Linked DNA regions of Mus musculus: all the other regions are linked to region 7. Evidence: chromatin contacts called from public promoter capture Hi-C data. All regions are on one chromosome and are shown on one strand. The core of a region is the stretch at or near the end of the contact, and the rest is flanking DNA. Distances in the headings are between cores, read along the strand shown. Region 1 holds the start of Ssrp1 (structure specific recognition protein 1). Region 2 holds the start of Zdhhc5 (zinc finger, DHHC domain containing 5). Region 3 holds the start of Ctnnd1 (catenin (cadherin associated protein), delta 1). Region 4 holds the start of Tmx2 (thioredoxin-related transmembrane protein 2). Region 5 holds the start of Spc25 (SPC25, NDC80 kinetochore complex component, homolog (S. cerevisiae)). Region 6 holds the start of Zc3h15 (zinc finger CCCH-type containing 15). Region 7 holds the start of Cwc22 (CWC22 spliceosome-associated protein).

Region 1 (3,650 bases), core at 209-2,708, 7.1 Mb after region 7:
CTATTCTGTTCTCTTACGCGGCATCTCTATCCCAGCTCACCAGCTGCTTTGTATTCTCCAAAGCCCCTTGTAACTGCCCACTCTTGAGTTAGCTCATCTGCCTGAGCCAAGAACTCCACTCTTGAGTGTCTGTCGATTTCTATCTAATAGCACAAATAGGGAGAAAGGGTTCTTGACAGTTCTGTGTCTCCTGGGAGGAAGACACGCATTTCTTACCATCTCCTCCTCTCTGCCCTCCAGCATCTCATTATGTTGTCTAACTTGTTATGTTGCCATGTTTCAAATTCACAATCCTCCTGCCCCAGTCTTTGAGTGTTGTGATTACAGATTTGTAATACTACAAAGCGGAAAGTCGCTTATTTCTAACTCTAGTTGGTTGCAACTCTTCAAGTTGCACAGAAATTACTGAACTCCCTCTCTTTTTAAACCCCGAAGTTATTAAAATCTTTTGTTAGGGTATGTGCTCCTAAGAGGCTGGGCTATTTTAACGATCTTCAACAGTTTTGTCAGATCCTAGAAACGTGCTGCATTAATAGGTTTTCATTATGTCTTAAGCCCAGTTTGACTTAGCTAAATAGTGCTAGCAATGATAGTGGTTAAAGCCACAAGCACCGAATGACAAAACACATTTTTATCTATATCATATCCCAGGACTGAGTTAGCAAGTCAGTGCAGTGATATTTCAGGGAAACTGTGGGCTTATCCTGTCTTTGTGTAGGACATATGCTAGCAATCACTCTAAACCCTGAACCCTCATGATTATAAAAGGCTGATGTTAAAGAGTCTGTGTTCTAGGTTCCAGTTTTGATGGTAATGGACTGACACCCAGTCGCAAATCTTTTGTGGTCTCATTTTTCTCATCTGTAAAATGAGATAAACTCAAGCATCTCTGTCAGACCTGGCTTCAGATTTTGCAAGATGCACTCCGGTGCTATGTGAGGCCATCCGGGCTTCTGCCAACGTAGGCTGATGTGATTTCAAGTAAGTTCTAGCTCAAAGGTAAATCCGACACCACCACTTGAATTTAATGCAGCCATCTGCTAGGCTCTTCCTGAGAACCCACAAATTAGGGATATGGACAGGATAGTGTTGGGGGTAGGTGAACTCACTGCAGAAAGGATCTGATCTACTTGCCAGGGTACAGCTGGAAAGCAAGCACAATCGCCGACACCCGCATCTCCTTTGCAGCTAGTGGGGCTACACCTCTGTATTTTTCTTGTTCAACAGACTCCTTCCCAGATTATTTCACAGGAGGGAGGGGCGTGCATGATTCCAACAAACATACAAACCTGAACACCTAATAAAACCGCATAATTTCCCTTCGGAATCTAGTCTTTGAAGAGCAGCTTGTAACTTTCTAAAGAGTGTTCCCGTTTTCTAGTCAAGAATTCAGCCGCGTGGGATTCCATAGCAAGCCTCTCGCTTTAGCCGACCAGGGGGAGTGCCGACGCTCTAGGCGAATGTACCCGTTGGTCGGCCCGGATGATGCCGTTCTAGCCAAGTCTTCCTCTCTATGGTCCGTGCGCGACTTCCGGTGGCGGGACGCGGGGCTGCGCACGCGGGAAAAGCTTCCCCGGCATCCCTTCCCCCGCATCCCTACCCCCTCCCCTGCGTCCCCCTGCGCCCACCGCCCTCACTGTGCCGTCGCGAGGCTGCAGCTCTTAGAGGTGGGTGGTCGCGATCCCTGGGCCCCTGGTGTGCATGGGCCCCGCTCCCCCGCGGGACGATCGGAATGGATCGATCCGCGTTCAAATTCGCGGGCAATGGGCGAATCCATTTTAAAAGAAGGGGGAGAAACGTAGATTCACGCGGGGCCCCGGGGTGGTGGGGTCTCTGCGATCAGGACACTACCCTCTGAGCGGAGTTGAGGTGCGCTCTCTGAGCGGGTCTCAGGTTCCGCCGATTGTTGCCGTGCCTGTCCGTGGAACGTACCGAGAGGGTGTCGGGTTGGGGTGTAAGCGCCACTATAGGCCTGGTTCTGCACCTAGGGTCCTGGGCCTTGGCCTCAGGAGCCCTGCAGAACGGGTCAGTAAGATCCCCAGGCAGCAAAGAACTTGAGACATACCAGGTACATGGCTGAGCGGAGTAAGGTGGCGTTGTTTCTTGCTTATCAGTCTCCTTCCCGAATTCAGATTCCCACCCTGCTGGACATCTACACAACTAACCAGGAATTGGGGCACAGCATCCAGAGAAGGGTTCGTTTTCTCTGGTGCAGCCTAGGGCTGTGTGCTCAGGCCACCACGGGCAGGTGAACATGGCAGAGACATTGGAGTTCAACGACATCTTCCAGGAGGTGAAAGGGTCCATGGTGAGAATGGCTTGGGCAAAAGAAAGGCAGAGAGGGGGAAAGAGTTCGAATCTATGAACGAAAAGCTTAACTCTGACTACTTTTTTGGAAACAGTGTATCAGTGTGTCCCCCAAGCGAAAACGTGAGCAAAGTCTCAAAGAGTTGCAAGATGTTGAGTTTGTTGAGTTGTATTAGAAAACCAGGAAACTGGGGCCCTTACAGGGTTTCTGATGCCAGAGCCAAGCTTGCAGTCTAGACTTAATGTCTGTTGTGTCTTTTAACTTGATTTCACCACGACCGCTTTTCAATTGATACTCTGGCCATCCTGCATCCCATGGGTAAGGGGTAGAAAGGATCCACTACACACTACCCTGTTCTGATTTTGGGTCTGTATTTTGGGCAGAATGATGGGAGGCTTCGATTGAGCCGTCAGGGTATCATCTTTAAGAACAGCAAGACGGGCAAAGTGGACAACATCCAGGCTGGGGAGTTGACAGAAGGCATCTGGCGTCGGGTAGCATTAGGCCATGGGCTTAAACTGCTCACAAAGAATGGGCATGTCTACAAGTACGATGGCTTCCGCGAATCGGTGAGCGATCTTGTTCTGTGACCCACTTTCTTTGTAACTGCCTTGTCTTTTTTTATTTTTAATCTTCTAGAGACAGTTGGCGTTTCTCTGATAATCATGTTACTGCTCATTTGGGTTCCTCGAAGCAAGGCTGTTGGAGACTATTGAACAAAACAAACAAACAAAAAAAACAGTGTTGTGTATTCAGTACACGTGTCGTGTACCTGGACTCCAGGAGGTTTTCTACCATCTTAACTTATACCATGGTTTCCACTTGCTCCCTCTGTCCTGGCTCAGCATCTTAGCTTGGTGCTCTAGGATTTTGCTTTTCCATTTTGAGCTGCTTTTGAGTTACTTGGTTTTAATATTCACTTTCATCAAAAGATCACCTACACAAAGTTTAGAAACTCAGGTGATGCATGTATCTGGGAATTTAAGTTTCTTTACTACTCTTAGCCAGAGGCCCAGAAAAAAAGTTTTTGTGGTTATTGTTAAAAAATATTTTCAGGGTCTGGAGAGATGGCTCAGTGGTTAAGAGCACTGACTGCTCTTCCAGAGATCATGAGTTCAATTCCCAGCAACCACATGGTGGTTCACAACCATCTGTAATGGGATCTGATGCCCTCTTCTGGTGTGTCTGAAGACAGCTTCAGCGTACTCATATATAAAATAAATAATTTTATTTATTTATTTATTTATTTATTTTTGACAGGGTTTCTCTGTGTAGCTCTGGCTGTCCTGGAACTCACTCTGTAGACCAGGCTGGCCTCAAACTCAGAAATCCACCTGCCTCT
Region 2 (4,095 bases), core at 61-2,560, 6.8 Mb after region 7:
GATGTGTAGTTTGAAGACTTTCATAAGGTTTGATATAAGTAGTTCCTTTGGAGCAGTGCAGTGGACAGCACATGTATTATTTGTTAAAATAACCAAACCTTATAGCACAGAACACTAAATTTGAATATATAGAAATGGAGATGTCATATAGAAGAATGAATACATGCTATGAAGGAAAGATCCAAGAAGAAGTTTAAAAAGAGTATTATTACAGATCGACGTAGGTGCCCAAGTACCTGGCGATAGAATTCTTACAAACACTAGATGAATTTGTATGCATTCATGAGCACCGGACAGATCTGTCTGATACAAAGCAGGCTCACACTGGGATAAAAGGATGGAGATCTAACCTAAGATTATCCTGGACAAGATGGCATTAACCAGGAAGTAAACCCAAGAGGACAAAAATGGTCTGCAATGTAACATGTATCTATTCTACGACTACTTCTAATAACTTTAGTCACTTTCTTGTTTCTCGTTTTAGTGGTTTCATTTGGCCAACTGGTTAAGGAACTTTAAACTTCCCCAGGAATAGACGGCTAGTGATAAAATACTGTCAGATACATTCAAGCCCTACTTGTAAAATAAAGTACAAAGTACTAAAAGCATAAAAGCATGGAGCACCTGGCTGGTGGGGGGTAGGGAGAAGCAGCCGATGGATGGGAGAAAGAACAGGTAACCACAGGACGAAGCTCTAACCAAAATAAGGACCAGTGGAGTGTAGGGCGAGGGGCCTGAACCGCGGAGCGGTAAAAGGAGTACAGTCCCCGGCCGGCAGCTGGAGCAGTGGGAGTCATCACCGGGGGCAGGACTGACTACCCCTGGCCCAGAAAACACGGAATCCACCGCGCGCAGGGCCCGCCGGAGCTGAGAGAACCGCGGGCCGGGGAAGGAAGGGGCGGCGGCTCCGCAACTGGGCAGCCGGGCACCAACCGGGTCCAAGCCCCGGCGGGCGGCCGCGGCTCTCTTAGTCTGCGGGCGTCCGTTTCGGGGCCCGTACAGCCCGAGGAGGGGTAGGGCCTTAACCTCCTCCCCTCCGCGGTCCCCCTTCCCTAGAGGTCACTCTCCCCTCCCACCTCACTAGCCCAGCACTTCCGGTTCCGCAGGGGCCAGCGTCCCCGGTACTCACCCCCGGCGCGGCGCCCGTCACCGCCGCCGTCGTTGTCACCGCCGTCGTTGTCGCCGCCGCCTCCCAGCAGTGCCGTCTGGCCTCTGAGAGGCAGCGCGCGGCCCCCGCACGCTCCACGCCCGCCCCGCCGCCGCGCGCTCCCGACGGCCGACGCTCGCCTCTGTGCGGCCGGCGCGCGGCCGCTGCCCTCAGCCTCCGGTCTGTAGCCTCACGACGTTCCCATTGGCTCCCGGGCGCGGGCGCGGGCGCGGGCGACGTCTCTCGCGGGGCACGTTCTTCTCATTCATGCGGCTCGCGCCGCCGAGCCCGCCCCCGTTCACTCTTCCATTCACCCCCTAACCCCCGCCCCCACGGCGCTCTAGAGCGTGCGCGCGACCGCGGGCGACCGCGGCGACCTCGCCTTCTGATTGGCTGCAGGGGCACGGCGCCGCAAACACGTAGTGACACGGGAGCGCGCGCGCCTGGCCGTCGTGTCTGGCTGGATGGTCGGGAGAGGGGACATGGCGAACTGCGCCGGTTTGGGGACGAGGAACTGGTCTGGCGAGATCTTTCTCTTATTTTGTCCGCTTTCCCATTTGTAGTGTAGTCAAGAAAAACTTTTAAGCAAAAAAAATTCTACGTATGTACCGGAAGTGCTCAAAAACAAGCAGATGCCCTTTCTTAGTTCACCAGCCTCCTCCGAGTTGGCCTGGTACAGTCCTGAAAAGCATCTACGATAGCCAATCACCGTTAAGCCTTTCCGGCTTCCTTCCTTGCCTCTTCATTCATTGGTGTGAGGATTCGGTCGGGCAGCCCCTCCAACACACACACTTTTTTTTTTTTTTTTTTTCTTTAAGGACTGAAACTTTATTTAAAACAATCCGTTGGCGAAAGCGTCAGTGGGGTAAATTCTCAGACCGTGGCAGAATTCCTGAGTGGTGGTATGGCCTCACCTATGGAGGAAGGAGGCGCACGGCCCATTGAACAGTCTGAGGAGAGGGTTCTGTCCAAGGCTGGGTTAGATGAAGGAGCTCGGCTGCTATCCCTAGATTTACAGTGCTTGCCGATGGAGTGAAGCACTGGGAGTGCGCGGTGCGAGGCGTAGACACCTCCACGACTACACGAGGAATGGGCGCCCTGACCTCACCCAATTTGAGAAAGCAGGCTGAAAAGAAAAGTCTTTCTAGAATAGCTCCTGTCCCTGGCGAGCTGCTGGCTAACTCTCCGAAGATCGCGGCACTACATTTTGCCCTAATTAAGCCGAGACGGCTGTGGACCCGGTGGCTTTGCCATAGGGCTCTCCTCTTACAGCTTCAGGCCACCTCTCATTTGTAAAGGAGCTCTGTTACATAACAGCCCTTCAAAAAGATATCCCCGAGCCGCTTCCCTGAAGCGAAGGTCTCGTTCAGGGTTATTTCCAAGTCCTGTCATTGTTTCCTTGACTTCACTTCAAATGTTACTGATTTAACTTTGACACTTCAGCCTTAGGCATCCAGTTAAAGAAAAGAAAAAAAAAAATCTACCCTTTTTTCTTTAGACTCTAGTCTTATCCCTTATCATTTTTACTACTGGCTTAAATGCAGCGTTTATTGGAACCGTTACGAGCATACATGTTTTAAGGAGTGGAACTTTATTTTGAAAAATCCGTTGGCGAAGACGTCTGTGGGGTAAATTCTCAGACCATGGCAGAATGGTGGTATGGCCTGGGCTGTGGCTCACACATCACACATGGAGGAAGTAGGTAGCACGGCCAATAGAGCGGTCTAAGGAGAGAATTTTTAAAAATCTTCAGCATTATGAATAATTTTAAAGTATTATTTGGAGGTACAACATTTACCCTATCAAGTATATTCTGCCTATAAAATAATGTTTCCTTAAGATGGGTCAAATTTCATTTATTTCTCTAGGATTTTAAAGCTTTATTTTCTCTACTTAACAAGTGAAGCATTCTTGATTTTCCTACCTTTTTAAATAGGAAAACTATTTGTTTGAGACAGAGAGAGAGAGAGAGAGAGAGAGAGAGAGAGAGAGAGAGAGAGAGAGAAGGCAGACAGAGTTCAGGCAGCTTTTGGGTGTTGGTTCTCTCTTGGCTTACAGATAGGAGCTCAAGTTGTCAGTCACGCCTAGGAAGTCCTTTCACCCACTGACCCATCCTGCCAACCCAATTTTTCTACAAAGACCTGTGTGAATCATCATGTCTTTTGGCCAGAGCATACTAAATGGAAAAAGGGTTCCATCATCCAACCAGAGGTACTGAATACCTCAGGGTCACTAGGGACATTAGACTACTGGATTGTCAGCCTAATTTTAGCTGGATGAGCACTAGCAGAAGCATAATCACTGTCCCAAGATATAGTGACAATTTTAGATTTTGGTTTCTTTTTTTTTGGAGGGTGGGGAGGGTTGAGACAGGGTTTCTCTGTATACTCTTGGCTGTCCTGGAACTCACTTTGTAGACCAGGCTGGCCCCAAACTCAGAAATCTGCCTGCCTCTGCTACCGCGCCCTGCTGGATTTTGGTTTCTTTAAAAAACACAAAAATATAAGACTGTGTTTTCCTTTTAATTCCAGATGTAGGAATAAGGTGCTGCTTTGGACTCTCTCCAGCAGCTGACTGACTGCCCAGTGCATTATCAGAGGCATGGTTTTGCCAGCTCCAGACAGTTTCTGTGATTGTGTGATGTTTGGAATTCTAGGAACTTTTCAGAGGGTATATAAATGCTAGCGCCCTGGTATTGGTGGTTGTTGGTCATTCAGGTTGTGGTTTGTTAGTAGTAGTGCTCAAAGAAGAAACGAAAGAAAAAAGAAATTAAGATTCTCTCTCTCTCTCTGTCCTTTCTATCCTATCTAGTGATAGGAGGTGAAACTGGGGGGTGGGAGGGGTGGGGAATGAAGGTGGCAAAAAAGAACCCACAAAGGAGCAAAGACACCAAGGCATAACAAGGATTCCATTTTTCTTTTTTTAATAAGATGACTTCTGAAAAATAG
Region 3 (3,756 bases), core at 578-3,077, 6.7 Mb after region 7:
GTAGAAAAATATTCAAGGAAATATTCTAGTCTAAAAAAAATGGGGACAGGGACTATGAAATCAAAAGATTAAAGATTCATATCAGTTTAAAGGTAATGAGGAGCTTAGATATTAAGACCCATCTTGATACAATTAGAGCAATATCTATTCCAGCTCTAATTTCCATGCTGATTTCCATTTTAAAAGAAGAAAGTACCTATTTTCCAGCTACTGAAGAGTTGGCTATATAATTATCTAGGATCTGCACATTTCCAAGAATGCATATAAAAAAATCAAAACCAAGCAAACCTTAAGGTCAATTATAAAACATGAACCAGTCACAAGCCTTTAGCTTTAACAGAGTTCTAACTTAGTGGTAAGTTAATTGAGCAGGCAAACAAACAAAAGACACCTCAAAAAAGCATCATTCCAGTGGCTTAAAAATAAAATTCCCTTTGTGCTTTCTCAAACATGCTTTGCAAACTCCAAGTTTTCATTAAGTGGTTTCTCTTCACCCGTCTATTTACAACCTACAAACCTTTCAGAGACCAAAAGGACTGAGAAAAGACTTTCAGGTGTTTTGCTGTTTCACTCCGGTCAACAGAAAGTATGATTAGAATTTCCTTATCCCTTTAAAGGCCAAACATTACCATATCAGTAAGTTTAACACACACCTTTACAAATCTGTGCCACTAAAACGACTTTTAGTACAAAAAGGAAGGAAGGAAGGAAGGAAGGAAGGAAGGAAGGAAGGAAGGAAGGAAGGAAGGAAGGAAGGGCAACTCAAGTTAACGTAGATCCATTTGTTTTCACAAGGCAAAGCAAAGAGCCTCCTAGGCAGGCAGGCAGGCAGGCAGGCAGGCAGGCGACAGCGGCTCCCACCCACCACCACACCTGGAAAAGTGAAAGAGGGATCCACCCAGGAACTGCAGCGCTGAAACCCTTCTGGGCCGTTCACGTTCAGAAGGAAAAAACAATACCATTGAAACTCGAAAGCTTCCTGCAACTTCCCACTGCCACAAATTCAAAGGTGAGGGGGCTAAAAGTTCCGAAACATGGTAAGAGCCATCTGTACGACCAGCTTCCGACCAGGGCAGAGTCCTTCCCCAACCCACACACAACATGCCCCCCCCCCCAAACAACTTTTTGAGCTCTGAAAAATAAGAGTATGTTAGCTAAATCCAGGGAAAAAAATAATATAAAAGTACACACAAAAAAAGGAATTTACACAACTTCTACCCCTGGTTCCAACCAGCTTCCGGTATTACACCTAGAAGTTTGTTTCCAGGTCTTGTACGTTTTACCTTTTCCTTAACTAAATAAAATACCAAGAAACCTCCAAAGTATTAAAAGTGAAAAAAATAATTGGTTAAAATTCACCGTCAGCACTAACAGGCTTTCTCACCCTTTTAAAAGTCCCTCCAGTTACCATTAAGAAAAAAATTCCACTTGAGTTACCCCTTTCCCAATACACACATTTTTAATAAAAGGAAAAAAATTTAAAAAGCACACACCTCAAATGTGGACTTCTAAAGCCAGTCCTTTAAGAAACAAACCCAAAGCTTCACCAATGTGCTGAGAAAGACAAATCCAGCGAGGTTCGCCGCCTCTTCCTCTTCCTCGTTCCAGGATCTTTCCTGCCTTTCTCCTCTCCCTCCGTGTCTGTCTCGCTCGCTGGCTCTCCCTCCCTCCCTCTTGATCGTCCTCTTTCTCTCTCTCTCTCTCTCCCTTTCCCTCTCTCCCTCTCTCCCTCTCTCTCCCTCTCTCCTTTTCCCCTCAGATCCAACACCTAAAATGGAAGTTGCACCCAGCCAAAGGCAAGGCAGCCTGGGTGGTGACAAACTGATCTGGCAGCCCTACCCTAGCTTTCCTAAGTGATGTCAGCCCCTGCGAGCTTCCAATAGGAACCAGGCATAAATCAGGGAGCTGACCTTATCCAATAGGAAACTTTATTATAGGAAATTAAAAAAAAAAAAGGGAGAGAGAAAGACGAGGAAGTTTTATACATATATATTATATGTATATTTAAAGCGGAGACTATACAATCTCTGAGGAATTACTGCAGATCTGGGGGGAGGTGGGAGGTGCTAAATAACAAAGCATTTTAGAACGGCACGCCTAAGCCTCAGTTCTCTTTGATGAGGGTCTTGTTCCCTTTCCCTACCTATCTGGGTGGGAAAACAGAAAAGAGCTTACTTTCTTTACTTGCTGCGGTTTGGTTTGCTGCTTTCTTCCCCAAAGCGTTTTCCCAAAGGAAGTCAGGAAAGAAGGAAGGAAATCCCAGAAACTGGACTATATGCTGACTGGGATGGTAGGAAATATCTGAGACAAACTCAATTTCATTGTTTTGGCTTAATTGAATTAAAAGCTAATGGAGAAAATAAATGCTTAGACTTCTTAATAGTTTGTTAGCCTTTCTTCTCTAAACTAAAAGGAAGCAGAATCCACTGAGCCCTTGAGGACCAGCACTATCTTCCCATCAAAACAATATGGGTTTGCCTGGGACAATAGGCAGAATCCAATAAACAAAGAGTGTAGACTAGTTAAGAATATCATCGTTAAAATAATTAAGAGAATGCTATTGTTTAGTCAACCCAAAATTACCTGCCTTTTTTATTTGACCTAAATAAAATATTATAGGGGTTTTCCTACGAATTCCTTTAAAGTTTATGAGGGGAAGGGGCTGTGTTTGTTGTTGAATTTTTTTTCTTTGGTGGGGAGGTTGCTTTGTTTTGTTTAAGATAGGATTTCACTCTACCCCAGGCTGGCCTCAAACTCAAAAACCCCATGCCTCCGACTTCTGAGTTATAGGGTTGAAGGTATATTACCACCTGGTAAAACTGGTATTAGTTATTCACTAATTACTAAACGAAGATAATGAGTTAGAAGGTCTCTCCTTATATATTTTTAAATTAGATTTCTTTGTGTGTGCATGAGTGCACATGTACTACAGCAGTCATACTCAGGTCAGAGAACAATTTGCAGGGATCAGTCCTCTCCTTCCTCCATATGGGCCCAGGGGTTAAACTTTGGTCATTATCTTGGTGGTGACCTCTTCTAGCCCTATTTTTAATTTATTTTTATTTTATTTTATTATTTGAGACAGGGTCTAATTATGTAGCCCTGACTGACCTAGAACTCTTGATATCTAGACCAGGCAGGCTGGCTTTGAGCTCACAGAGATACCCCCTGTGTCTGCCTCCTGAGTGCTGGGACAATAGGTGTGTGTTCCTATTGGCTGCTGCAAAATGTATCTTCATAAAGCTTTCATAATCTATAATGGTGATATACTGGCTAAGAAGAGAGACTGCAGTCAAACTGCTGGCTTCCAGCTACACCTCTACAAGTACACTAGTTCAGATTTTTGCACCACTATGAGACCTTGGCCAAATTATATAATCTCTGAAGCTCAGTTTCCTTAGCTATAAAATGGAAATAACTGTCTCTTGCTGGAGAGACAGCTCAGTGGAGACTGCCCACTTGCTGCTCAACCATGAGGGCCTGGTTCAGATTACAGCACCAATGTAAAGAGCCAGACATGGCTATATGAATGCCTATGGATAGGAGGGGGAGTCCAGAGGGTCACTGCAGTTTACTGGTCACCAACCCAGGTCCAAGCTTAAAACAGTAAGTCAGAGAGTGATAGTGCAGAACACTGGATGTTCTTCTCTAGCCTCTGTGCCTGTACATCATATGTCACACATACAAATCTGTTGTCAGAATAAAAATACACGGGGCTGGTGAGATGGCTCAGTGGTTAAGAGCGCCGACTGCTCT
Region 4 (3,999 bases), core at 595-3,094, 6.7 Mb after region 7:
TGTCTAACTATGTAGTCCTGATGGATCTAGAAATCCTATATAGACCAGGCTTACATCAATCTTAAAGAAGTCCACCTGCCTCTGTCTCCAGAGAGCTGGGATCAAAAGGGTACAACACAAAGCCTGGCAACAGTACTGTATCTTTAATGTAAACAAAGTTAATCTTATTTGAGAGTCCCAGAACATGTGAGGCCTGCCCAAGGTTATATCAATACCTTTAGGCCTTAAGTCCTGGTCATTGCTATTTTAGCATAAATACCTGTATAGGTATTTATTAGCTCTATGTCCACAACCTTTACGGCAAATGTTAATTGTTCTTACATACTGCTTCTTAGATGGTTGAGGGGCCTCCCTCCCCACACCTCATATTTTTGTAATCTTCCCTGTTTTTCTATCCCACCGCAGGAAGATAGTGTGCATAGTTACTATGCCCAGAGTATTCGATTTTCCATCCAAGTCATTTATTTTGTTGAGTCAGCGACCTTCGTCTGCCAGTCTATCAGAGAATTGAATAAGGTTAGACAGCACTTTCTGAACGCTGCGTTTCCTTGGGAAATCGCCTAACTACACTGTGATCACTTCGTTAAAAATTAAACAAAAAAAATTTAATGGTATTTCTACTATTGGCCTTTTCTTCACTGGCGCCCCAGGTAGCTTGGAATCACTGTAGAATACTGTTCATCTGTGATGGAAACCCTGTAATCTGTTTCTCCATCTTAAACACGGAGGTTATGACTAGATAACGGCCTAGGCTCTGCACTCAGTCTGTAAGGCGGCTACATCCCGAAACCTGCTCCCAGATTTTCACATGCACCTGCAGGGCAGGGATGGTCAAGGTCGAGAGCTGGTAAGGCAGGGGGCGCTCACCCAGTCAAAGTCACACGGGTTGCCATCTTCGCGTTGCGTGGGGAGACCATTGCAAATCGGTGGCAGTTTCCTCACGAGGAGGAAAGCAATGGAAAGCAGAGCAGACAGAAGGCAATAAGGTCGGGCCAGCCATCGAGAAAGCCGCGGCACCGAGTACACCAAAGCAATCAGAGGCGCAAGGACAGCCATCTTTCCTGCCTACTCTCTCGCAGGCTCACTCCCGCTCCCCAAATCTTCGTCCTCCGCCCCCACCAGCAAGGCTTCTATTGGACCAAATATCAGATGCAACGCCTCCAGACCCGGATGTAGATCTCTTATTGGATGCTATAATAGATCAGAAAATGAATTAAATAGTCTATTGGTCCTCATCGTTGTCGCTTTTCTAACTGAGTCATTTTATTGGCTATTAGTCTGCGAACCACCTTCCTAACCAGTCTCTCAGGCGACGGAAGTAAGTTGCCGGAAGATGGTAGGCGGGGCTTAATGTATCCAATGATGGGACACTCTTAGACGAAGAGGGTGGTACCCTGTGAAAGTACTGTCCAATCAAAGTAATTAACGCCCGATCCCGGGTAACCAGGAGCGCAGAGTGCTATGGAGAACTTCACGGCACTGTTTGGAGCTCAGACTGACCCCCCACCGCCACCAAGCGCCCTAGGCTTTGGGCCTGGAAAGCCACCCCCGCCACCCCCTCCTCCTCCGGGAGGTGGTCCAGGCGCAGCCCCGCCCTCGACGGCAACCTCGGCCCCCGCAGGAGCGGATAAGTCGACGGCTGGAAGTGGCCCCTTCTACCTGATGCGGGAATTGCCAGGTGAGTAGTAGGCCAAGAGTAGCCACTCAGATTGTAGTTCAGGTGAGGGTGTGGCTAGCCTGTCCCGCTAGGTGTGAGATAACAGGGCTACGCGGGGCCAGTGGGCAACAGTGTCAGAAGCCCTTTGGCGATTCACAACCCTAAGGGATAACTTGATTTTCTGGGGTGGGTTTGGGTTGGGTGTGAATATCTGGGACAACCTTCAGCGAGAAGTTCTGTGATCCGGGTTCTCTGACTGCCGTTTGTGACTCTATAAAAACGTGAGCCGTTGTTTAGAACTCGGGAGACCCGATTTAACATTTCTGGAGACACTTAAGATTTTAGTTTAAAGTCTGTCACAAACTTGTTGGTTTGTAGCAAGTTGCCTTCCTTGTCAGGGACTCGGAGATTAACCTGTTCAAAGAAAGGATTAGAATTGAATCAATTCTTACTTTCATAAAATTATTCGGGGAAATTGTGGTGGTGGGGGGCGTGGCTCAGTGGTAGAACTCTTGCCTGCCTTGCAAAAGGCGTCGCGTTCACAGAATCATTTCTGAGTAGGTAGCATTCAAGAATAAACAAAGCCATCCCTGTTTGGATAGAGAGGAGATACTAGGTACAAGAAACTAAATCAGGAGACCTTGGGGGGCGGGGCTTAGAATATCTGAGGGGCAGAAGACACATTGGACTCAGGAAAGCGGAAAAAATCCAGTAGTGATGGGAAATAGGTAGAGGCTTTTATAAGGCAAGGTAGGTTGTTTAAAGTTCAAATTGAAGTCATTTCAATATAGGTGCAAAATGATCTAATTTAGTGATTTTTAGATATCCAGCAGAAACATGAAAAATGAAAATAGGATAATCAGAAGTTGCCAGTCAGTGTTCAGAAAAGGAATGGTTTGGACCAGGGCTTAGTGGTCGGGAAGCAAATGAATACAGGATACATGTTAAAGGTAAAGCCTACAGAAATAAAGAACTAAATATACACAGAGAGAGGAATTGTGAGTGTCCTGTACAAAGGGTACAGTAGTCTGAGACTAGGAAGGCATGGAAAGAAAAAATTTGAAGAGCTAAAACTTAAGAGGCGTTCTGGACATGTTAAGTCTTGGGGAACTTGTAGTACTCCATACCAGCACTCAGGAGGTGAAGGCAGAAGGAGCTATAGTTCAAGCCCAGCCTAGGAGACATGAGATCCTGCTTCAAAAAAGAAATAAAAACCTCAGTTATCCCAGTATTTATTAGCAAAATAGTTTGAAGTTCACATCAGTGCAGTGTGTAACAATATGTAATACTTACTATAGTCCTTTTAGATAGATAGGTATTGTCTGTATTTTTTAATTGAGAACTGAAGCATAAAGAAATGACTGTTAAGGCAGTTTTCTTTTTCCTTATTTTAGTTGTTTTTTGTTTTTTTTAAAGATATGTATATGACTACACCATTGCTCTCTATGGACACACCAGAAGGAGGCATCAGATCCCATTACAGATGCTTGTGAGCCACCAGGTGGTTTCTGGGAATTGAACTCAGGACCTCTGGAAGAGCAGTTGATGCACTTAACCACTAAGCCAGCTCTCCAGCCCATCTTACTGGGTTTTTGAGACATGGTCTCACTCAGTAAGCCTGGCTTGTCTCAAATTCATTGTAGACTAGGCTGGCCTTGAACTCACAGAGATCCACTTGCCTCTACCTTCAAGTATGTACCATCATGCCCAGCTTCTTCCAGCAGTTTATCTTTTGCATTACCTGTTCTAATTATACCATTAATAGATCAGTTGATAAGTACTGAATATCCAAGGTATGGTGGGATTATGAGAAGTAAAGATTATATACATATATATATGATTTATTTATTTATTATATGTAAGTACACTGTAACTATCTTCAGACACTCCAGAGAGGGCATCAGATTTCGTTATGGATGGTTGTGAGCCACCATGTGGTTGCTAGGATTTGAACTCGGGACCTTCGGAAGAGCAGTCGGCACTCTTAACCACTGAGCTATCTCACCAGCCCCGAGAAGTGAAGATTATTAAGCCTAGTTTTTAGGTAGCCTATTTTTTGAGATCCAAAATACATGGTTTAAGGATTGTGCTTATATTTTGTGGGTGTCAGTCTTATTTATTTATAGTTCAACACAGGAAGCAATGTTAAAAACTACCTGATAGTTTTCAAAATGTGTTAGCCAAAATGACAGCAAGAATAAGATGTCATTTGAACTAAACACTGAAGAATTTATATAGGTAAACAAAATTAGAAAGTTGTTTTCTCAAAGGAAATAGTGTTACAGTTTTTTGTTTGTTTGTTGTTTTTTGTTTTTCGAGACAGGGTTTCTCTGTGTAACCCT
Region 5 (3,548 bases), core at 142-2,641, 8.7 Mb before region 7:
AATCTAAAAGCTAATCTACACACGATTCACATACGGTTTTTATACTCCAGAATCATCTCAGTCATCCTCTCTTCTTCCTTTAATTTCAAAGACATCTTTTCTGAAAGACAAATTACAAGAGATATTTGAATCCCGCTGAAATAACAGTAAAAAATAAATAAGGTCAGCAAAATCCACAAGTTAGGAGTTAAGGGCTGGCAGTACCTGAAAACGCTTTCATGGAGTCCTTGAAGGCGTCTCTAAGTCCCAGCACTTGACTATGATTATCATCGAGTCTGTTTCTGAACTTATCCCCAAATTCATTGATGCTTTGATTTAAGAGTGCCAATTCGTCTTCACCCATTATGTTTTAAGACACTGCAAAACAGAGCACAAAGCTGTATTTTAGTTGCTATCGACACCAAATAAGCCACATTTTCGAGTTTATGTCTGCAGGTTGACTTTGCTACAGAATGGTTAATAATTGAGCAACTCAGCTAGCATAAAGGCAGACTTTAATTCCAACATTTCCAGCTGGGGGCAGGAGAATCTGAGGTAAAGGTCAGCCAACGTCAGGACCAGTCTGATATACAAGAGACCTTTTCTAAATAAACACAACAGGGTGTGAACTAAACGCCTTTTTTCGCCTTTTGTCCCAGCACTGTCCCAGCACATCGGAGGCAGAGAGGCAGAGAGGCAGAGGAAGGTATTTGAGTTCAAAGATAGCCTGGTCAACATTGGGCCAGAACCTAATAAAATGTAAAATAAGATAAAAATAATCCACTAACAGTCCGGTAGTTAGCAACAGGATGATCCAAGCCAATTTGGGCTTAACTGTGGTGGATGTGCATCAATCTGTTCTGAAGGCATGAAGGGAGGTGGAGGAGAGGAAAGAATATGACCAAAACAAGGTTGCACGAAGCTTTCAAGTCATGTTTTAACAGGACCCCGGTGTCACTCCGCTTCTCCTAAAGGACCTGCTCGCAGGCAACGAGACCGAGACTCGAAGAGGTTGGGGGACAGACAGACCTGCAGGTTTTCTGCATCAGACCCCTGGCCGACTGCTCCGTCCACTCCTCCCCCTGCAGGGCGGAAGAGGGGAGTGTGATCGGGACCGAGCAGCGCCAGGACCCGAACTCCGCGGCTAACAGCGGACGCCCGCATTCCAGGCTCTGCGGACCCACGCCGACATGCCCAGGCCGGCTTCCCTCAGCCCGGGCGTGCGGTCGGCGAAGCCCCACAACCCTTCAAACGGCTCCCGACCTGAGCGGCCAGGAACGCCGCGGTCTCCACCAGACTGGACCTGTCCGGCAGGAACCAGCCCGCCGCTCTTCCGTCTGCTGCTCCCGGGTCTGCTGCTCCTCCAGCGCGCAGTCTTTCAATTTCAAACTCTCCACCGCCTGCTTACCCGCCCTTCAACTCCGTCTTCTGATTGGCTGACAGGGCAGACTCTCCGTGCAAGGATTGGTTGATATCGGCCTGCGGAATTCTCGCGGACAACTATGGAGCAGAGCATTCTGGGATTCGTAGTTCTTTGCTGAGACAGCTTGGGACGCGGTCTATAGTGAAGTAGAAGGGCTTGCCCCAGAATGAAGAAAAAAATGTAAAAATTGAAATTTAACTGCTTTCTTTTATGACATATACTTCCTTCTTCCTTGCACTCGTTTTATTTTGGAAATGACGGAAAATCCTCTTGAACAGACTCCAGTTATGATTGATTAGGCTGAAACATCCTGAAAGTTACCAAACTATTTACCCAAACTTAATGTTTGAATTTCCCAAGCTTTTCTAACATTGATTTATCGTGAGTATTTTACTTATTTAATTTTTATGTTTGAACGTGTTTACAGAAGGGGGCATCGGATCCCCTGGAACAGTTGTGAGCCACTGATAATCAAACTCCTCTCCTCTGCCTGAGGAGCAGACGCCCTGCAACTTTGAGCCATGTCGCCAGTCCTTCAGCTGTTGATTTTAAGACCTACTGGCAAAAACAAGCTCCTGGATCTCGCAGAACTTCAAACTGAATGGGATCAGAACACTGTATACTAAAGTAACCGGTGCTCCCTGAAGAGAGACAGATGGAAGCCACCAAGTTATTAAACATATAATTAAAAATACACATAATTTTAAAAAATAGTAAAGATTTTAAGCTAAGATTTGTTAGAAGACAACTTCACAGATGAAACAGACTTGCTAACTACATCTTTCTTTGTAAAACTGAGAAAGATAGGGAATTGAGAATATGCCCTTTAAAGAAAAGGAACTTGAAGTGTGGTGGCACACGCGTTTAATCCCAGCCCTTGGAAGGCAGAGGCAGGCGGATTTCTGAGTTCGAGGCCAGCCAGGTCTACAGAGTGAGTTCCAGGACAGCCAGGGCTACACAGAGAAACCCTGTCTTGAAAAACCAAAAAAAAAAAAAAAAAAAAAAAAAAAGAAAGAAAAAAGAAAAGAAAGAGAAAACAAGGAACTTGAGATGGTCAATATTAAAAAAAAATTATTGTTATTTTCATCTTTGATTATGATAATTGTTTCTGAAAATAACCCTTTGCTTGTAGACCATACTAATATTTCTTTGATTCCCTTTAAGCATCCAAATGCCAACTATAAGATTAAGCTACCAGATTATGGCTATTTTATCCCCAAGTGGTGCACGCCTTTAATCCCAGCACTCAGGAGGCAGAGGCAGATGGATTTCTGGGTTTGAGGCCAGCCTGGTCTACAGAGTGAGTTCCAGGACAGCCAGGGCTACACAGAGAAACCCTGTCTCAAACCCCCCCCCCCAAAAAAAACAAAACAAAACAAAAAAAGAACTGAAAATCAAGACTATGAAGTCTGGACAAGTTACCATCCTTGACCTTGACCTTGTCATCATCATTCAGCACATCACAGTATACCTGATGCTCAGTGTCTCGCCTGGGGCCATTATTAACAAATTTGGCCATATAGGAGGCAGAAAAGTGCATACCACTCTGCAGACGATCTGGGTTGGGTTCCCAGCACCCAAGTGTCTCCATGGGCACCCACACTCACATGTATGTATGGCTCCCGGACAAACACAATTTTTACTTATTTATTTACTTTATGTGTACAGGTGTTTTGCCTGTGTGCCAATGTGAGTACCTAGAGTCCTTGGCAGTCAGAAGAGGGCATCAGGTCCCCTGGAACTGGAGTTATGAATGGTTGTGAGCCACCATGTAGGTGCTAGGAATGGAACCCAGGTCCTTGGAAGTGCAGTCAGTGTTCTTTTTTTTTTAATATTTTTTAAAGATTTATTTATTTATTATATGTAAGTACACTGTAGCTGTCTTCAGACACTCCAGAAGAGGGAGTCAGATTTCATTCCGGATGGTTGTGAGCCACCATGTGGTTGCTGGGATTTGAACTTTGAACCTTCGGAAGAGCAGTCGGGTGCTCTTACACACTGAGCCATCTCACCAGCCCGCAGTCAGTGTTCTTAACCACTGAAGTATCTCATCAGACTGACCAAACATAATAAAAAACATATATGTATATGTATATATGTGTGTGTGCCACATCACCTCCAGTAGCATCTGTGTGACAAGTTCCAC
Region 6 (3,743 bases), core at 952-3,451, 5.7 Mb after region 7:
ACAAGATGGAGGCTATATGCACAGAGTAAGGTACTATGCAACCCAAGCTGGCCTTGAGCTTGCTGTGGCCAAAGATGACCGTAAACTTCTGATTCTTCTGTCTCTCCTTCCCAGGTGATGAGATTACAGGCTTGTGCTACCATACCTGGTTTGTATGATGCTGGAAATTGAACTCAAAGCTTTGACTTGCTAGACTCCGTCCTATCCCTGTGTTTGTCCTGTTCCTGTGTTTGCTTTCTTCTAAGGCCTCTCCTTGACACAGACCTTCCCGCTATGTCTTCATGTGATTTTTCTTGCTTCTGTGCACAATATAGATTCTCTCTTATACCAGGGCTCATAACACAAATCTGCAATTCCAGCTATTCGGGAGGCTCAATGGGAGGATGGCAAATTCAAAGCCAGTCCAGGCTAGAAGTTCAAGGCCAATGTAAACAACTTAAGGAGACCCTGTCTCAAAAAAATTTTAAACTCAATTTTTCCTTTTTTTTTAATAAGGACTCCATTCAGATTGGATTAGGTCTATGCTGAAAGTCTCATTTTAACTTACCTATTTCCTTTATAATGCCCTTATCTCCTAATGTAGTTACATTCTGAAGTAGTAGACGTTGTGAGTTTTGAAAACACAATTCAGCCCATAACAGTTCAGTCCATAACAAATTTTGGTTATAAACAACTAAAACCAACTCTAATTTCCATATAAGAGAATATATTAAGAATATTGGTCACATAGTCTAGCATTAGCATGGGATAGGTTTAGTTAGAAGTTAGGAACAAAAGATAATAGTGAACTATGATTTTTCAGCTATGACTGTGAAATTCTAGATTGTTTACAACTTTTCCATACTTACGATTGCCATAAAAAAATTCTTTAAAATTAGAGACATTAAATGAATCACTAAAAAGGGGGATATTAAGATTACTACATTCTGCTACTACAGGAATTCTTAATCAACTTCTGAAGAATAAATAATACAGAAAAGTAAACTGTCACAGTGTTCCACAAAGGCTCCTGTTGAGTTGGGTGACACTCCTAGGGAGAGTGGAACACATGAAGGGAAGTAGATCACTGGGGAAAGCCCTTGAAAGGAATATTGGGTCCCCTGCCCCTAAGTGTCTCTTTTTGCTTTGGTTGCCATCAGATGAACACTGTCCATTTCCCTCATGGTGGCATTAGGGTTCCAAAGTAGTTTTCTGCTTATGAAATTGTTGAAAAACTAATAACTCCCTTCTCTGGAAGGATGATTCTTCTGTTAATCAATGTAGGTAAAACAGTAACCATGCAAAAGAACAGCCATTCATTGTGTGCTTTTTTAAAGTCAGTATTTGGCTGAATAAAAAATAGTAGATTCATTTGCATATCAAAAGCCATACTTTTGGTTTAGTCTACAATATAAACAGAGCCCTGAAGCAAGACTAACCAGGCTGAAATTCTTATCTTGGATTTTACATTTAGCCACCTTTCTTTCTGCGTTTCATCTCAAACAGTGCTAACAGTTAACCATTCGTACCTCAGTGTAGATGTAATGAGTGAAATCGTGTGTGTAAAGTCATTATGGAATTTACCAAACACTTAAACTAACCTTAAATTGGGCTTGGCCCATACTGTTAGGCTAGTTTGACATAGTAAAATAGTGATTTTTTTTTTTCCGGAATCGTTAAGGCAGCCCCCTAAAATTAGTACAGGACTTGAAGAGAAACTAAGGATTTCACCCACTAGGACTCCACGTCTGACGATCTCCAAATGAAACTTTATTTCTTTACGCAACTTCATACTGAAGGTGCTGCATTGCAACCCTGCCCCTCCAGAGGACAAGACAGTAGCTCATAATTGATGCAGCCGCTCCGTGATTACTCAAGATGGTACTGTCCAGTGCTAACTAGATCTAGAACTCTCTACGCCAGGGGTCTATACAAGTGAGGTGAGGAGGCATCACTCGCGGTGCTAATGAAGGACGAAGCCAAGCAAGTGGCAAGCGCCTCACCAAAAGGAGGCGTCACACGCCGCGCCTTTCCCAGTTCCCACGTCTCATCCACGCCCCCTCCCGGCTCGGCGCAGCCGGAGCGCACGCGCAGCTCCACTTCCGGGCGCCTCGCCTCGCGCCCCACAGTGCATAGCGGCGCCGTGCTGTCGCAAAGGCCACATCCGGGCGGCGAATGAGCGAGTCGCTTTCCGTGCGCTGCGGCGGCGGCTGGGTCTTCCTGCTCCCGCCGAGCTGCCGGACGCCCCGACGGTAGCCATCTGCGTCGCAGTCGGCCCGGTGCCCCCCGCCTCCGCGATGCCCCCCAAGAAACAGGCTCAGGCCGGGGGCAGCAAGAAGGCGGAGCAGAAGAAGAAGGAGAAGATCATCGAGGTACGTCCCCTCCCCCTCCCCGCCGCACCGGGCTGGGGCTCGCCGGGCTGCGGAGCGCGGCTCCCCGGGGCCACGTGTCGGCGCCCGGCCCGGTGGGCCCCGACTGAAGTGGTTCTCGCCGCCCCTCATCGCTGTAGTGAGGCCGCTGCGCCCCCGCGCTCGCCGCGTCTCCACCCACGCGCCCGCCGCGCCCACTCGGCCGCCCAGGGACCCCCGGCCCGGCCTTTCGATGCTCACGACTTTCCGCGGCTCCTCGGGCTGTGCCTGAAAAAACAAGCTGAGTGGCGCTCTGGAAGGCCCCTCCTGACTGACCTGACGCCTTGGGTTTGGTTTTTTTCTTTATCAGGCAGTGAGAGGTAGCGCTGTTCATTTTCAAGAGCCAGCGGACTATTTACCACTTTTTTGTTGTTGTTGTTTCTTTTGGTGTTTGGTCCATCTGGAAACTTTCGTGTCAAGAACAGAGGTTTCCCAAAAAGCGTGGCCCAGCGGTTTTGTACAGAATGCTTCGTTCATACATGGAGTCTGAATTAAACGTAGGCTCTGTCACAGTACCTATGTTAAATTGGGAGCTCCCAGTTTACCTACACACACACACACACACACACACACACACACGAGCGTCTTTTAATGCATTGAACTTGTAGGCATTCAGTGAGTGAGGCAAGGTACTGATGTTCTTAAATGTTCCTCAGGTTACAACGATTGTCTACTTGAGTTTCCTTAAGATAGGTAATGAAATTTCACATTCGATAAACGTATTTCTTCCATACTAATCCTCATTTAAAAGTAAATGGTACCTCATAGACTTGGATGTAGTTGGAAGAAAAGATGACTATTTTACAGCATCTGAGTATAAAGTAACCTTTAGTAGGCTCGTTCTTATTAAAATAGCCAGAATGAATGTTTGGGGTTTCGAAATGAGATGTTTGCTTATGATCGTTTTTTTTCAACATTTGATTGTTATAGCCTTGAAAGATAGAAGTGAGAATTCGCCAGGGTTCCTTTATACACGCTAATGAGATTAATCTTTTGTCAGATTGTATGTAGTTAAAGTTGGCTGATTTAATTTAAATAAAATTAATGTGAACACATCTAATAATTTACTGACTGTTGGAGTTCTAAGGTAGAACTGCCGTAGCCAAACATCTGGAAGCAAAACTGTTGCCAAGCAGTGCTGGTGTGTGCCTTTCATCTCAGTAGACAGTTTGCCTGGTCTACAGAATGGCCAGAGCACACAGAGAAACTCTTGTCCAAGGGAAAATAAAAGAAAGAAAAATAATTGTCACCTTTACATCTGAAGAAAAAAATCAGGATTTGGGAGACTTAAATCTCTGGGAATAATAATCTGGTGGCAATTCAATATTGTGCCAACAAAGGACATTCAGAAATAGC
Region 7 (3,716 bases), core at 111-2,610:
GTCTATTTCCAGACTGAGTCTGACTGGGCCAGTCATGAACAAGGTAGGACTCAACTAAAATAACCAGTCTAAACCCGGCTAGCCCACACCTTTAATCCCAGCACTCAGAAAGCAGAGGCAGGCAGAACTCTTTAAATTTGAGGTCAGCCTGCTCTAAGGAGTGAGTTCCAAGACAGTCAAGACTACACAGAGAACAGGAAAAATAAATAAACAAAAGGCAGTTTAAATACAGAGCACAATTAACAGAAAAGGTAGCTCATTTTCACATGTATGGATCTTTTTTGCCTTCATATACATATAGGGACAGTTCAAGTTGCTGGTGCAAGTGGCTATCAGCAAGCAGGTATCCAGTCCCCTGAATCTGATATTATAATTTGTTGTGATCCATCTTGTGGGTGCTTGGATCGAACCTAGATCCCTCTGAAAGAGTGCTTTTAACCACTGGGCAAACTCACCAACGGCTTGCCGGGGCTCAGTTACTGTTTCTATTAATACCTTTCCCCAAATTATTCTTCCGGGGGGCGGGGGGGCGAGTTAAGTGGCTACAATGTATCAAAAAAGTCTTGCATTTAGAGCAGGTCAAACAGCTGGCACAGTGCTGTTTGTACTGTAGGGCCTGCAGCTCGCTAGGGGCAGGAACTGCAAACCCATGTTTGGAAGTTGCAAATAGTAGAGGCTTTTAGAGTTAAGGTTAACTACGTATGCGACCTAAACACAGAAGATGCGAAACATGGATCACTAGGGCTAAACATGACAGGGGTTCAGTCAAGTCAATGAAAACGATCCATAAATGAAAATGTAATAGAATTGGCTACTGGGATAAGCTGGAATGAGGCAAACGCGTTACCAGAATTTATTAATGCCAGCCCCGGGACGCCGACTGGGGACGCGACCCAGGGTGCTCCCAGGAGAGGTGTTCACCGACAACCCAGACCAAGGCCCAGACACGCACGCCCCGCCGCCGGCGCTAGGCCCAGCCGGCTCACACGGCACCTCGCGGGCCGCCGGTGGAGACGGCGCAGCCACATGAGGAAAGCAAGGCCCACCGGGCAAGCGCCCACTCGCAAGTCCCTGCCCTCTCCACGCGACCTAGCAACCCGCCGCCCCCACTCTGGCTCCTAGTCTATCCCGAGTCTTCAGAGTTCCGTAATTACCTAAAGCTCCACCGCGCCGCCATCATACCGGAAGAGCGTCAGTTCCCTTTCCCGGGTGAAAGTAGCGCGAGAAATTAGTGAAAAACTGGTAGTGAATTGGCAGGTATGTGATACGATTAATGATAATGCGGTATAGTAACACCTTGAGTCAAAGCAATCCAGCTAGTAACACTGTCATTCCTTACAAAGAACACGAGAAAAGAACATGTGAGTCCGAGTGAACTACAAAGTCCAGCATGCTCTGGCAGCGCGGACGGAAATGAGTTGTAGTTGGACCGCAGTGCATGACGGGAATTGTAGTTCGTTCGGATAGGAGGTCACACTAGAGACACTTTTGAGAGCTAGGTTTTCGAGGCATGCTTCTTATTCTAACACTACTCATCTTCTAAAGCCATAAAAAGTAGCTCTTAGTAGACACCGTAGCTTTTCTTTCTTTTTTTTTTTTTTCAGTGTAAAAGCTTAACACTAAGATACATACTATGAAACTACCGCAGAGGCTTACTATATAATACCTTGCCTGAAAATAATAAAAAAAGTAGCGATCCCTTTCAGATTTTTGACAGAAGCTTTACCAAAAGTCTGTTTGGGAGAAGAGGGGAAAGTGACAAAATGTTTAGTATCTATTAAGTTCCAAGATTTTAAATTCAAGTGAATGGAAGACTATCTGATTATAAATGATATGTTGTAAGGACAGTGAGAAGTAAATTGGAGGCCCAACATGGTGGTGTCTGCCTTTACTCCAAATATTTTGGAGGCTGAGACTGGCACTGTGTGTTCCAAGACATCCAGAGCTACATAATGAGCCCCTGTCTTGAAAGAGAGAGAGAGAGAGAGAGAGAGAGAGAGAGAGAGAGAGAGGAAGGTGAAAAAAGAAAAGAAGCAAGTTGCCTGGCGTGGTGGCACATGCCTTTAATCCCAGCACTCTGGAGGCAGAGGCAGGTGGATTTCTGAGTTCGAGGCCAGCCTGGTCTACAAAGTGAGTTCCAGGACAGCCAGGGCTATACAGAGAAACCCTGTCTCCGAAAATAAATAAATTAATTAATTAATTAAAAAATTAAAAAAAAAAGAAGCAAGTTGTATTTATGATACTTTCAGGGTTGGAATGTGAAATCTGTAACGAGTTTAGAGCACTGGCCTCAATTATACTGTTTCCTTAGTCTTTGATTTTCAGTGTTACCAAAAGGTAAGTGTTAAAGAGCATGCTAATGTGATTGGAAAGCTCTTCCTAAAACAACATCATCTTTATATTTCAAAGTATTTTGTAAACCAGGCCTGGCTTCTCCAAGAATTTTGTTTATTTTTTAAACAGGGACAAGGTCTCACTATGTAGCCCTGGCTGGCCTGGAACTTACTATGTAGACCAGGCTGGTCTTGAACTCACAGAGATCTGCCTGGCTCTGCTTCCTAGGGGCTGGCATCAAATGCCTGGGGCAGTAAGCTCTGCTTCTTTATTATAATTTTAGGGTGATTGAGCTTTCAGCCTTTTCCTAGAGATAGTATGACTTTGTTAGCGTTTCTCCTGCTATAAAGTGACACCATGACTACAGCAATTGTTATATTCAAACAAACAAACAAATGAACAAACAAACAGCCAATCTAATTGGCTTACAACAGAGGTTTATTCCATTATTGTGATGGTGGAATTCATGGTGGGGAGTTTTATGGCATCTAAGTAGTAGGGGGGCTAGAGAAGGAGTTGAGAATTCTATATCTAGATCCACAGACAGCAGGAGAAGACGTTCAAACACTGGCCAGGCGTGGGCATCTGAGAAGCCCACCTCAGTGACACACTTCCTTCCACTGCACCAAGTCTACCTCAACAAAGCCACACCTCCTAATTCCTGTGAGTCTATGTGGGCCATTTTTATTCAAACCCCCACAGGGTGTAAACAAAATAAAAATCCTGGGCTAGGCACTTTAATCCCATAATTTAAGAGGCAGACCTGTGTTCAAGTGTTCAAGGCCAGCCTGATCTATATAGTCAGTTCTCAGCCAGCCAAGGCTACGTAGTGAGCTTTTAATACTAGTACTTGGGAAGCAGAGGCAGATAGCTCTCTAAGAGTTTGAGGCTAGCCTGGTATACAGAGTGAGTTTCAAGCCAGCCAAGGCTACATAGCAAGACCATGTCAAAAGCAGAAAGAAAACAAGGCAAATCAAACCAGCAACAACAATATCAATAAAGCAAAGGGAATAATAAAATTCTAGAGCTGGTCCTCACTGTGTATTAGAGTTTCTAAAAGAGCAGTTTTGATAGAATGAATATATAATAAGAGATGTATCAGGCTGGCTTAAAAGATGTGGTATGAATAATTATCTTAGTTAGGTTTTTATTGCTGTGAAGAGACACTGTGACCATGGCAACTCTTATGAAGGAAAAGATTTATTGGGGCTGGTTTACAGTTTCAGAAGTTTAGTCTGTTATCACAATGGACAGGAAAAATGGTGGCACTTGGGCAGACATGGTGCTAGAGAAGGAGTTGAGAGTTCTACATCTTGATCTGCAGGCACCAAGGAGATTATGTGCCACACTGGGCATAGCTTGAGCATAGGAGATGCCAACAA

Evidence for each region. Promoter capture Hi-C pulls out the DNA fragments that hold promoters and counts their contacts.
Region 1: a contact with region 7 is called in a promoter capture Hi-C map of pre-B cells, with 4 times the contacts expected there. The contact joins the promoter of Ssrp1 here to the promoter of Cwc22 in region 7. A contact is called at or near these places in 4 of 39 promoter capture datasets (3T3-L1-derived adipocytes, cranial neural crest, liver and 1 more), 3 of 484 Hi-C or Micro-C datasets (CD4 T cells, CD8 T cells and regulatory T cells) and 1 of 9 other capture datasets (liver).
Region 2: a contact with region 7 is called in a promoter capture Hi-C map of pre-B cells, with 2.7 times the contacts expected there. The contact joins the promoter of Zdhhc5 here to the promoter of Cwc22 in region 7. A contact is called at or near these places in 3 of 39 promoter capture datasets (the 3T3-L1 cell line, cranial neural crest and pre-B cells).
Region 3: a contact with region 7 is called in a promoter capture Hi-C map of 3T3-L1-derived adipocytes, with 2.6 times the contacts expected there. The contact joins the promoter of Ctnnd1 here to the promoter of Cwc22 in region 7. A contact is called at or near these places in 4 of 39 promoter capture datasets (the 3T3-L1 cell line, 3T3-L1-derived adipocytes and cranial neural crest).
Region 4: a contact with region 7 is called in a promoter capture Hi-C map of liver, with 3 times the contacts expected there. The contact joins the promoter of Tmx2 here to the promoter of Cwc22 in region 7.
Region 5: a contact with region 7 is called in a promoter capture Hi-C map of pre-B cells, with 6 times the contacts expected there. The contact joins the promoter of Spc25 here to the promoter of Cwc22 in region 7. A contact is called at or near these places in 1 of 39 promoter capture datasets (pre-B cells) and 1 of 484 Hi-C or Micro-C datasets (B cells).
Region 6: a promoter capture Hi-C map of pre-B cells shows a contact between it and region 7. The contact joins the promoter of Zc3h15 here to the promoter of Cwc22 in region 7. A contact is called at or near these places in 4 of 39 promoter capture datasets (the 3T3-L1 cell line, cranial neural crest, liver and 1 more), 4 of 484 Hi-C or Micro-C datasets (CD4 T cells, cardiomyocytes, nephron progenitors and 1 more) and 1 of 115 datasets of contacts at active chromatin or transcription factors (neural progenitor cells).

Annotation. Positions count from the first base shown.
Region 1 is chr2:85,035,662-85,039,311 of GRCm38.p6, forward strand. Ssrp1 (structure specific recognition protein 1) reads left to right here and starts at 1,459. Exons shown (of 17, transcript NM_182990.4): 1 at 1,459-1,667; 2 at 2,133-2,308; 3 at 2,692-2,877. The coding sequence starts at 2,255. It overlaps P2rx3 (purinergic receptor P2X, ligand-gated ion channel, 3), which reads right to left and starts at 173. Exons shown (of 12, transcript NM_145526.2): 1 at 1-173.
Region 2 is chr2:84,713,854-84,717,948 of GRCm38.p6, forward strand. Zdhhc5 (zinc finger, DHHC domain containing 5) reads right to left here and starts at 1,311. Exons shown (of 12, transcript NM_144887.4): 1 at 1,130-1,311.
Region 3 is chr2:84,648,913-84,652,668 of GRCm38.p6, forward strand. Ctnnd1 (catenin (cadherin associated protein), delta 1) reads right to left here and starts at 1,828. Exons shown (of 19, transcript NM_001085450.1): 1 at 1,494-1,828.
Region 4 is chr2:84,676,984-84,680,982 of GRCm38.p6, forward strand. Tmx2 (thioredoxin-related transmembrane protein 2) reads right to left here and starts at 1,845. Exons shown (of 9, transcript NM_025868.4): 1 at 1,660-1,845; 2 at 868-1,191. The coding sequence starts at 1,056. Med19 (mediator complex subunit 19) reads left to right here and starts at 1,419. Exons shown (of 5, transcript NM_025885.3): 1 at 1,419-1,678. The coding sequence starts at 1,462.
Region 5 is chr2:69,204,822-69,208,369 of GRCm38.p6, forward strand. It overlaps Spc25 (SPC25, NDC80 kinetochore complex component, homolog (S. cerevisiae)), which reads right to left and starts at 1,392. Exons shown (of 7, transcript NM_001199124.2): 1 at 1,243-1,392; 2 at 205-357; 3 at 35-100. The coding sequence starts at 343.
Region 6 is chr2:83,642,377-83,646,119 of GRCm38.p6, forward strand. It overlaps Zc3h15 (zinc finger CCCH-type containing 15), which reads left to right and starts at 2,202. Exons shown (of 10, transcript NM_026934.3): 1 at 2,202-2,351. The coding sequence starts at 2,277.
Region 7 is chr2:77,944,996-77,948,711 of GRCm38.p6, forward strand. It overlaps Cwc22 (CWC22 spliceosome-associated protein), which reads right to left and starts at 1,361. Exons shown (of 20, transcript NM_001362658.1): 1 at 1,155-1,361.